Regions from separate parts of the Mus musculus genome. Here region 1 is linked to region 2. A link is a contact called in public ChIA-PET data. All regions are on one chromosome and are shown on one strand. Each heading gives the region's core, a stretch centred on a gene start, on an enhancer-like site or on the middle of the called end of the contact. The rest is flanking DNA. Distances are from core to core; before and after follow the strand shown. Region 1 holds the start of Adprh (ADP-ribosylarginine hydrolase). Region 2 overlaps Gsk3b (glycogen synthase kinase 3 beta).

Region 1 (5,183 bases), core at 2,466-4,965, 210 kb before region 2:
GAGAGAGAGAGAGAGAGAGAGAGAGAGAGAGAGAGAGAGAGAGAGAGAGAGAACTATACCTTTAAAATACTCAGTTGGATACACACACAAGCCATCACCAATGAAGATAGTGAACACCTGTCTATCACCACTAGCATTTCCATGGGGTCTGAAATTGCCCCCTGCTGTCTCCTGCTTCGCCTTGTCTTCTATTGAGGGGTTTGCACATTTAGAACTGTATATCAATATAATTACACAGAATGCTCTCTTTGTCTGCTGTCCTAGCCCCGTATTTTAAGCATAGCTTGTGAGGAGGCACAGACACCCGCGCCCCCCCCCCCCCGTCCCTTCCCTCCCCCGCCCCTCCTACCCCCAGCATTTGAATATGGGAAGGGATTTGGCCACTGGAAGGCTCTGCGGGAGGAATGGGTTCATACTGCTACAGAACCTTAGATGTTTATTTCTTTGGGGGCAGGCGGCTCCTCAGATGGCCTGTTGGTTCTTTAAAGGCACCCCACCCTAAGAAGCGTCAGGGGTTCCCTTCAGGGAGCAGTTTAGGATAGAGAGCAAGACCCAGGGTGTGAGGGACTGACACCTCTGAGGGAGGAGGAACAGGTTGGAAGGACAAGGCAGCTGAATGTCTCCTTCTAGAATTTTCTCTACTGCAGTGTGTCCGGAAGTCTTCTAGAGACAGCAGTGAGAGCGGACTTACAGTGGTGGGTCCAGGTTGATCAGTGCAGGCCGTGGGGCACAGGGGCCGTGGAAGAAAAATCACCTGACAAACACCCCGTTCTTGTTTTTGTTCTCCCCTGAAGGCTGCGTTCTCTGTGAGAGCCCCGTGGCCAGTGAAGTTCCTCAGTGAGTAGCTGTGGTTGGAGCATGGAAGGCCTTTTGCAAGTTCGGGAAATGAAGTGGGTTTGGGGAGCCAGGAGGGCTGCCCGTCTGGTGGGGGAATCCAACAAAAGTGGGAATGCAGCAACGGAAGCCCTTGGCTAGGAAGTCACCAGAGAAGATTTCAAAATGTACTGGCAGGTCTCTACCAAAGGTTGGGAAGCCCTGGCCTGTGGAGACAAACAAGAAGGACTTCCCCTGCTGTCTTTCTGTTCTGCTTCGAAGGGTTAAGCTTTTCCTAACATTCAGTTGCCAGTTCATCAAGTGTCTCTGTCACCAAGCCTCCCCCCACCCGTTTATTCACTGTAATTACTGCCTGCTTCGTTTTGTTTTGTTTTTCGAGACAGGGTTTCTCTGTATATCCTTGGCTGTCCTGGACCTCACTTTGTAGACCAGGCTGGCCTCAAACTCAGAAATCCGCCTGCCTTTGCCTCCCGAGTGCTGAGATTAAAGGTGTGTGCCACCACCATGCCGATATTTTTCTTTACAAGTTTTATATTTACAAGATGCTTAAGACTACTGGGGAAGGGGAGGAACATAGAATATAAAAATCAGGCTATGTGCCTTTAACATAACCAGTGTTTAGCTGCAAGTCATTTTGTGATTTTTTTTTTCTAAGCGGCAGTATGGGAATGGGAAGGCTAATTATGGGCCCCAGGCCTGATTCTTTTTGCATAACCAGATCACACAAACTCCAAGGAACTCTCTTAACTGGTCTGTGTTTCCTCACTAGAATGGGATGAGTTGAACAAATACTCCCATGGAGGTGCCGTCTGATGACGTAAACTATTTTTAAGGACATGTGCATTCTACTTTTGCCATTGTGTCGAGGTAGAGTCTCCTTCTGTACCTCTAAGGCTGTCAGTTAGCAGAATTCTCTTTTTCCAGGGGGAGGGGAGTCCTCTCTCTTAAGATCTTTAAGTGATTCAATGAGGCCTGCCCACATTATGGAGGATAATCCACTGTACCTCATGTTTATTGATATAAAAGCTAATCTCGGCTGTAAAATACCTTCCCATCTGGAGGAAGATTTGAACAATCTGGGTGCTGTGGTCCAGCCAAGAGGACATACAGTTAGCTGCTCAGATATCATCTTAGTCTTCCTGAATGGACCACATAGCAGCTGCTTTTGGCTTTCCACGTCTCCGTCCCTGGCTTTCCAGTTTCCGCACTCTCTGCGTTTATTATTCTGAGGAGTTTTCTGGTCTATCCTGTGCTCTGTTCTCCTTTGGCCCTTGCTGCTGTTCCACTGTTAGTCTCTGTTAGAGAGTCCAACCCACCCTGCATATGAACTACTTCCTGTCAGTGTGCAGGGGTGCTAGTGCACGGTCCCTAAGCTTTATCAGTCAGAACACTCATAGTGTTACAGTGTCATCCGCACTCAACACATTTGGGTCTATGCAGTGTCAAAGCTGTCTTGGACTGTTCTGTTTTCTGATCCTCAGTGAATCTTTTCTCTTTTAAAACAGTTTTAACCGCGATCTGGTGAGAGAGCAGCTGGACCCCAGGGCCTCACCCTTTTTATTGTATCAAACTAGAAGTTGGCTTATTGTGGAAGTGTTAATGTTTGTGGACATTTGGAGTCACATTAGTAGTTGATAAAGCCAGTTTTTAAGAAAGGATATAAAATTCTATTTAAAAAATGACCCCATTGTTTTAAAATCATATGCATACCATAAAGACTGATATATGTATCAGGGGTAACATCTAGTTTCTATTTTTCTCTAAAATATCTTTAGATATAATATAGAAAAAATATTCTAAAAGATATAAACTAGGTGTGGTGTTGTAAGACTGAAATTCTAGCATTCTAAAGGTAGAGGCAGGAGGATCACGAGTTTGAGACCAGCCTAGTCTCAAAAAATAAATCAAAATTTAATTTTCCTTCATTCCTCTCTTTACTCGGAAAGCTTCTTGTTCCTCTTCTAATTATTTGCAATTTGATGCTTACCCTTCCAAGCAACACACACACATTTATTAAATATATTAACTTTCCTATGACTTATCAATTTATTTTTGCTTAATAAAAGTCCCTAAACTCCACGTGAACACCTCCTTTATTATTGTGATTAATAGATTTATTTACACAAGAATAGAGTCACCAACGCCAAAATTAATAGATGTTAAATGTTCAGTTCAAGTTTCCTTCCCAGATAAGTCTTTCCTTTTTTTCTGTTTTGAAGACATAGAAGAGGGGATGTGAGTTCTTGGGAGTAGGTCTGAAATTTTTGAGCAGACATGTTCTGATCTTAAGTCTAAGGAGTCAAAGCAGGATCTTTGATGTGCGTCAGGGTCACTGTATAGAAGCAGATACTCCATTTAAGCACAAGGCCCGATTTGTGCCTTTCCGGAGACGAGGCTGTACCGAGCTGGGTCGAGGGTACGGGGGAGTGTTCACTGGCACACGTTTATTCTCGGAACCTGACATCTGGGCTCAACGCCGCCATTGCCACCTTAGGGTTTTAACAAATCCAGAGTCATAATTTAGGGGAAAGAACCTTAAGAGTTCCCCTCTAAGCTCCCGTTTGAAACCCTTCTGTGGAGAGCACGCAGAACCACGGCTGAACGGACTAGGGTTAGAATCGGTGAGCCCAAGCCGCTCTGGGCGGTGGGTACCAGGCTCTGGGAGTCCAACGGTCCGCGGGGCAGAACCCTGGCAGGGCAGAACCCTGGCAGGGCGAGCACGAGGCTGGCCGGACACCACTCCACTCGGCCCACACGCAGCGCGGAGCGGTTCCCGAGCTGATGCGCAAGGCTTGGGCGCCCCCAGCACCGCCCCTTCCTCCTTCCGTCCAGTGCGGAGGACGCGGGAGGACGCAGCTCCGCCGGAAGCCGCTGTGCGCCAGCGACCCGCCCGGCCCGCGGCTCCGCCCCTGTTCGGCTTTTGGCTTGGGTGCCCACAGCAGGACTCCTGCGCCCGGTACCCCGCCTCCAGCTCGGGCAATCCTGCCCTCGGCTCTGGACCACCCCGATCCCGCCCCACGCTCTCAGCTCCGCCTCAGCAGGTACAGCCAGGAGTCCCCGAGCCACTCTCCTCTTACTGACCTTAGTACCCGCTCGGTCCCGCTCTCACCTCCAGACTGGTGCTAGGCCAGTGTCCTCAAAGTGGCCACCAAGACTTTCCTGAGTGCATCGCGGCCTCCCCTCCCCTCATCCCCTCTCCCTATTCCTCTTTCTACCCAGGCCAGGAAACCAATGGGAAATCCCGAAGTGTACTTCGGCTTTGATTGTATAGTTTGATGGCTTTGTCACCTGTGCCCGTTTAGAGTGGGTTAAGGAATAATGACTTCTGAAGGGTGGGTCTGGGCCAGGATGGATGCATGTGCCAAGGTGAAAAGGAATTTCAAAGAGAAAAGATACTGGCTACTTCCTCCGTAGGTTCCCACACTCTTCCATGGAGAGCTCAAAAAGGGAACCTGGAGCATTGGGAGGAGAAGGTGGGGGCGTTAGTCCTTAGTTCTCAGAGGTTAACAAAGCTAGGGCTTCGAAAACCTGGGCCAAAACAGGACCTCGGAGAACGAGGCCTTCCTCCCCCACAGATGGGAAACAGATGGGAAACTCCAGCGTGAGAGGATTGTTAGTGGTCACAGAGCTAACACAAGAGACTACAGAACTCTAGTTCCTAGCCGTTATTTATACATAAAACACACACACACAACACCACACACACACAACACACACACACACACACACACACACACACACACACATGTAATCAGGATCAAGCATGGAAAAGCCAGATCTTTACCCTTAACTGCTTCTCCAGGTCTCTGCTGGCCTGTGCCCTAGACCTGAGCAGTGTGACTAGATGGATGGTGGAGGTACCTGGGCTTGAACTAAACCTAAAATGGCGGTTAGAGGAAGAAAGACAGGTGGATGGGAAGAGCTTGGGCTGAGGGCAGGGGTGAGCTAGGTCTTTTTGCCCCTAAGAGTGTTTGCCCCTGTTCATGGGGAGGCTGGGTGCGTGGAGGGGGCAGACAGTGGAACACTGAATCACCACACGGAATGGGTGTCATGGAGCCCTGGCCTGAGTAGAGTAGAAAATGTGTACACCGGGAAGCCAGGGCTTTAGCAAGGATTTCATTTGTGGTGGGAATAGCATTTGCAGCCCGGCACTATAGAACTTTTACCATATAGAAGACAGACAAGGGGCTGGAGACATGGCTCAGCAGTTTGAGAGCACTGGCTGTTCTTCCAGAGGGGCTCAGGTTCAATTCCCAGCACCCACATGGCAGCTCACAGAGCCAGTTCCAGGGGGCCCAACACCCTCACACAGATACCAGTGAAGCCAAAAAACTAGAGTATGTAAATAA
Region 2 (5,885 bases), core at 2,615-5,114:
CAAGTCCCGGACGGACTGAGTGCATCCGCAATGAAACCGGTCACTGTTACTGAGGACACAGACACACCCAGAACCAAAAACAAAGGCAAGGCTAGAATGAAGTGAGACTGCCAACATGGTTTCCTCTCCCCATTCAAACTGTGGAGTGGGCAAAGGTGCTGTTCTGCTGTTACTCAGAGGGAAAGGGGGCCACAGGGACACATGGATAAAGGAAGTCAGAAAACAAAAACAAAACAAAAAAACCCAAAAACATGGAAGCGAAGGCACTCCAAACTATATAGATACACTATACATTGCTAGAGTTATTGTTACAATAATACAGGCCGGTACCTACTGTACAGAGTTAAAACTATATGGCTTTAAAAAGCTCGTCTACATTTTTGTCTGGTTATTGAACAGAATCACTGCCCTGAACAGTAACTTTTTGCTCATTAATAACAGTTCCTGGGTCCACATATTTACATACAAAACAATAAAACTTAAATTTAAAAACATTGAAAGAAAATATAATATACAAGCTTGAATTTGGTGAGGAGCTTTTAATTATTATTTACAAAAAGATATTCAGAGACCTGGATCTCACTTGGATAAGAGTTCTGGGATCCTGCCATGATCCTTGAGAAAGAAAAATCGTGCACCTAAGCCCTCATATATGCATGCATGCCCACATACATACACACACACATACACACACACACACACGCGCGCGCGCACACACACAGGCACACACTCACACACACACGGACGCACACATGTGCGCACACACGCACACGCGCACACACACACACACACACACACACACACACACACGCGCGCGCGCGCGCACACACACACACACAGAGAAAAGCACCTGACTTTCCTCCACTCTTCTCTTACCCCGTATCTGGGGGTGGGGAGTATTCACTAACAAGCACTGACTTTTATGGACTCTAGCACGCACACCAAGTCTGGAGTACTGTCTGTGTCGGGCTGGGCAGTTTAATCTGAAAGCAGGTTCCCTTCTCAGGCCACAGACCTGCTTGCTCAGATTCTTTACAAATTCTTTCTGAAAATGGTCTTCCAAGTCACCCCCTTCAAGGAACTATGCGGTCAAATAACTTAATTTCAGAAGTCTTTCGCACGGCAATTATCTGAGAAGCGCTTTACCAAAAGCGCCTTTGTTTGCTTTGGGCTTGCTTCCTTTCTTGTCAAGTCTGATCTAAACGGAGGTCTGAGAAACCCCTTCGGTGGCCTGAAGAGATCAGCCAGCCGCACAGCCTCACTGATGTCTTTCTAGCATCAACTCATTTCGGCAGACAATACAACTCTCTTGGAGAGTTACACACACGGTCGGAGAAGCAAGGCAGGGTGCTAGGGCCTGTATAAGGGCCGCCAAGAGACTCCTCTTCCTAACCACCTGGAGGGCAAGACCTCAACGTGACTTAAGGTCAGGTAATGAGGGTAAAGGAGTCTGTGTCTCATACATAACCAAGGGCCCTACAGCCCTAGTCATCAGCTCACCTTAGCAGATGTGTGGGGAGGGAGTGGGAAGGAAGGAAGGAGCGGTGGCCATTACTCAAGTGATCTTTAAATGTAAAAGATAACTGATTGTGCCTTAAAGATTCATAGGTCAAGTAATGGCCCATAAGCACCAAGGTTCATTTTAGAGTATATAAGGCCCACAAAGACACCAACCTTAAAAGTATCAACAAACTAGTTATGAGTTCTGTTCCTCACACAAACGTAATCCTTCAATCCACCTTGCTTTCCAAGGAATATTGCTTTTTCTTCAAAAAACAAGAGACTGATTCTTACACCATTCATTGATAAACAAAGAAAACAAAAATAAAACTCTTAATGGTGATGGTGGGGGAACATTCTTTTCATGATTCAGTCAGTCAATTTTGATACTGTAGACAAAAAGAAAAGGCAGTATTGAATATATGTATATATAAAACATATATACACATTAATATAATCAGTTTTCCTATAAAGTCAGCAGATACAAGTGACTTTATTATTTTGATGTGTGGTTTTTAATATTACTACCACTTAAAATCATAGTGGCCGATCTGACATGCATCAATAAATAAATTTAAAAAGCATGATGTTAAAAAAGCAGAAATTAAATACAGAGTCTAGATTTGGATTTAAAATTAGAGCTATGCATAAGAATGTGGCAATTCTTGCAAGCTTGGTTTTCAATTAAAGTAAGGAAAACAAAGCAGTAGGCTGGCTAACAGTTCACATTACTTAGCTATGATGTCTTCTCTCAAGTGTTTTTCTAAGGGAAACGACTTTATTAAAATCTGGACAAGCTCACTCACAGTGGTGAGATCTGCCCCTGGCCTGCCACCTTCCTGTTCTTCGCTTTCCGATGCACCCAGAGCTGCCCCCTTAACACCATCTCCAGCCTCATCCTAGGGTACCAGCTCAAAACAATACCGGGAGAAGCAGGCGGCCTTTGGTCAGGTGAACCAAGATCTACCTCAGGGCCCAACAGACTCTGTCGCGCTCTCTCCTTTGGCAGCAGCCTTCCTAAGCTGGCATCTGCAACACCTGCACTGGTCAAGAGCAAAACAAACCTTAAGTAATCCATCTCTGATCTTCCCTTAGAGCTTCAGATTTTAGTGACCTCCCTGGGCTACCAATAATACACCTTGGTTTTTCTTTGTCTTTTTTTTTTTTGTCTGTCATACCTGACATCACACGCCAAAGGCAAGTCTTCAAATCCTAAGGATAAGTACACATTGTACAAGTGACAGTAAGTCCCTGGTGAGTTACACCTGCTAAGCTCCCAACCAATTTCAAGCTGTGCACTGTATCAAAGTCTTACGCCAGGCTTTAAAAGAAAACAAATCCAGAAAATAAACCAGCACAGAACAGGTTTTCTTCTGTTGCGGTGGGGGCGTGAGGCAGGAGTCTGGTTTTTAAGGTATACAATAGCGGACTTCTGACTTTAAAAAGAAAAGAAAAGATTGTCGTGGGAGAGATTGTGTTTAATGCTCTGCTCCTCCCCGCCCAACCCTCCCCACCTCTTGGATCTCCTGAAAAGTGAGAATACAATGAAACTGGTTTGTATTTATATAGATATTTTACAAGGTTAAATAAGAACAACAATAAAAAAAATTGAACACTAAAATGAACAGGGTTTTTTTGTTTTTGTTTTTGTTTTCCTCTTTTTAATTTTCTTTCCAAACGTGACCAGTGTTGCTGAGTGGCACTCAAGTAAGTGCTGGTCTTTCCCGCGCAGCTGGCTCCTGGGGGCTGTTCAGGTGGAGTTGGAAGCTGATGCAGAAGCGGCGTTATTGGTCTGTCCACGGTCTCCAGCATTAGTATCTGCAAATCCAAAGGCCCAAGAAAGCGTGAGCAACGTTATAACACTGCAAAGAGCACAAGTACACCACTCACCGCACAGTGCTGAGGCCTACCAGAGCTGTCATTGCCTATGTGGGTTCAAACACACAGCACCAGGACTTCCTTTCTGCTAGGAGCTCAGTGATGGCACAAGTGTGCGTGCACATGCGTGTGTGGTGTATGTGCGTGTGGCAGTACACTTAATGCATCACAGACTCAGGAATTTGAGGTCACTTCTGTCAAGGCTTTGCTATAGCTAGTACTGACCGGCAGTACTCAGGTTGGAGTCTAGCTTACTGAAAATAAATGACACTAGCTAAAGATCCTGAGCCGTGTTCCAACAGGCCATCTGCTAAGGGCCTGGACAAGTGAAGACACAGCAGATGCCAAGAACACATAGGAACCTTACCACTTAAGGGTAAGCTGTTCAGTTTATCAACTTCACGACCACTTTCTAAAAACTGCACTTCCTCTCTGAACTCTGCATTTTCCTGTTCCTCAAATAATCTGCCCTTCCATTCCTTTAGCCCACTAGGGGGCAGTCAACAGGGGAATGCTTTTAGTTCTACTTCCTTATAGATACCACAGAGTCACGCTGCCAGAGCACGGAAACATCTAGCTCACAGGTGCATGGCACATGAACCAGAGCCTCCTTCCGAAGGCAGCAGGCGGCTTTCTCAGCACTGAAGAGTCAGGTCTAAGGCTTCAACCATGACTTCCTTAGACATGCCCTACTAGAAGGGAGTTTTCTGTTCACAGCCACCTAAATTTGGTGTACTACTAACTCAACATGAATTCCTGTCTAGAAGACAGATCACATCAGGGCTTTCTTCATCATTTTTAGAATTCAGGCACAGGCTGCATTAATTAAAAACATTTCAGAAGCAGGCTGGAAAACCAGAGTTACTTCAGAATTGCAATGTTCCTAATAGCATTTCCTGGTTCTACACAATTGTCAACAAATGCACGGTCATCACCAAATGACACCCACTTTCAGCAGAAGATGCCAGGAGGAACTTTTGTTCTATCTTACAACCCAGGACTTAATGGATACCTATCACATCCACATATCAACTAGTATGGTAGGCAGCTCTGGCCATGGTGGCTACCAGGGTTGCCAGCAGATGCCTGCCAAGGTGAATACAGTAAATACTCCCCCTACCAGCAACCTGCACATTTCGGGTAATTACTCTTTTGGTAAAGTCCTTTGTAACAACTAATCGTCAGATGCCCTTTACCAGCTATAGCCCATTCATACCAACCATCCTCCCCTTCCTCTGAGTAAATTCAAAGTCTGTCTGCATGATCAGCATGAAAAGCACAAACATTTTATGTGATCATGTAACTGGAAATGAGCTTCCTATCTGAATAATAAAATCTGCTGGGTGTTCATGTTCCTCAGATTTAAAATCTAACGATCTCATCATTGTTCTCAGCATTGTATCCAAACCATGTGATAAGGAGTCTTTAACAGGTAATCATGATTACCAAAGTCTTTTTGCCAGGTGTGGTGACCATCTCTGTCTACACAGTGAGAGAGACAATGATTCCACATACAAGCAAATCCTTTATATGCAAAATTACGCTTTTAATTTGTATTTTAAAAAAGCATCAAACAAACAAACAAAAGAAAAGCTGGCTAGAGGCTCAATGTGGTGTAGGGGCTGCTGTACAGAACAGCTCATCTTTACTATATGAAGACAGAACAGAATATACAGAAGAGACAGTTGGAGCAGTCAAACACTCTGTATGGGATGGGTAGAGAATAAAGCATTCTGAAAACAAGTGCAGAGCTGACCCTGTACTAGGTCAACCACCTCTAGAAACAATGTTCACTCTCACTCTCGCCCTTCTCAAGGTCCTACAGAAACCATGCCTCCATCCCAGAACAGACTTGAGAGGGAATGGACAATGTCACAAACCACTTGCTCTGGGAAGAGGAAGGACGGCCTAAGGTCATCCTGATGCACTGCAGCATCTCCCAAGATGACATCGGTGACTCTGCACCCATGCCCACTGCAAAGATTACGGTGTGTGATTTCTAAGGAAGGACCTAACAGATGGCTTCTGCCTTATTCTCTCTACTGACCACTTGGTGTAGGAGAAGACAACTGACATGATGGAAAGCCCTCAGCTACCTAAGGTGTCCCCAGAAGGAGTGGTTGGACCTGTCCGTGCATGTTAATTCCATGGATGACCCATCCTAACACTAAAGAACAAACTACCTTAGCTAAGCTTTTCAGGACACAAACCTGAAAGTCATCATCTTGGTTTCTGTTTCTCCTCCACTCCTCATTTGTACAGCAATTCTCATGCATTCTGGGGCGCAGTGTGATTACCAAGTGTGCAAACTGGGAAACAGTGGAGGGTCACACTTTAACCTGTGCCCCAGGGCCTGAGAAAGGCACATCCATGTGGAATCGGCTGGGAGGAGAGGACAGAGAACAAACACAGGAGCTGAGGTCCTGATGGTTCTGCACCATGAAATCAGTCTTTCCAAAGTGTGTGTTTGGAAGAGAAAACGGCTCTAATGCAAAGAAATGCGTACA

The links. ChIA-PET counts read pairs in DNA pulled down with a chosen protein or histone mark.
Region 1: an RNA polymerase II ChIA-PET map of memory CD8 T cells shows a contact between it and region 2, with 6 read pairs. The contact joins the promoter of Adprh here to the enhancer-like site in region 2. A contact is called at or near these places in 3 of 39 promoter capture datasets (the 3T3-L1 cell line, liver and pre-B cells), 1 of 115 datasets of contacts at active chromatin or transcription factors (memory CD8 T cells) and 1 of 9 other capture datasets (adipose tissue).

The regions. Positions count from the first base shown.
Region 1 is chr16:38,451,221-38,456,403 of GRCm38.p6, reverse strand. It overlaps Adprh (ADP-ribosylarginine hydrolase), which reads left to right and starts at 3,715. Exons shown (of 4, transcript NM_007414.3): 1 at 3,715-3,875.
Region 2 is chr16:38,237,935-38,243,819 of GRCm38.p6, reverse strand. Gsk3b (glycogen synthase kinase 3 beta) reads right to left here. Exons shown (of 11, transcript NM_019827.7): 11 at 1-3,318. The coding sequence ends at 3,251. Among named protein-coding and RNA genes, the nearest start is that of Nr1i2, 54 kb to the left of the region's middle. Within about 2 kb of position 3,864, at least 77 of the 459 cell types and tissues checked have an H3K27ac peak or open chromatin away from gene starts, as enhancers often do. A contact at or near this core is called in memory CD8 T cells, where this site is marked.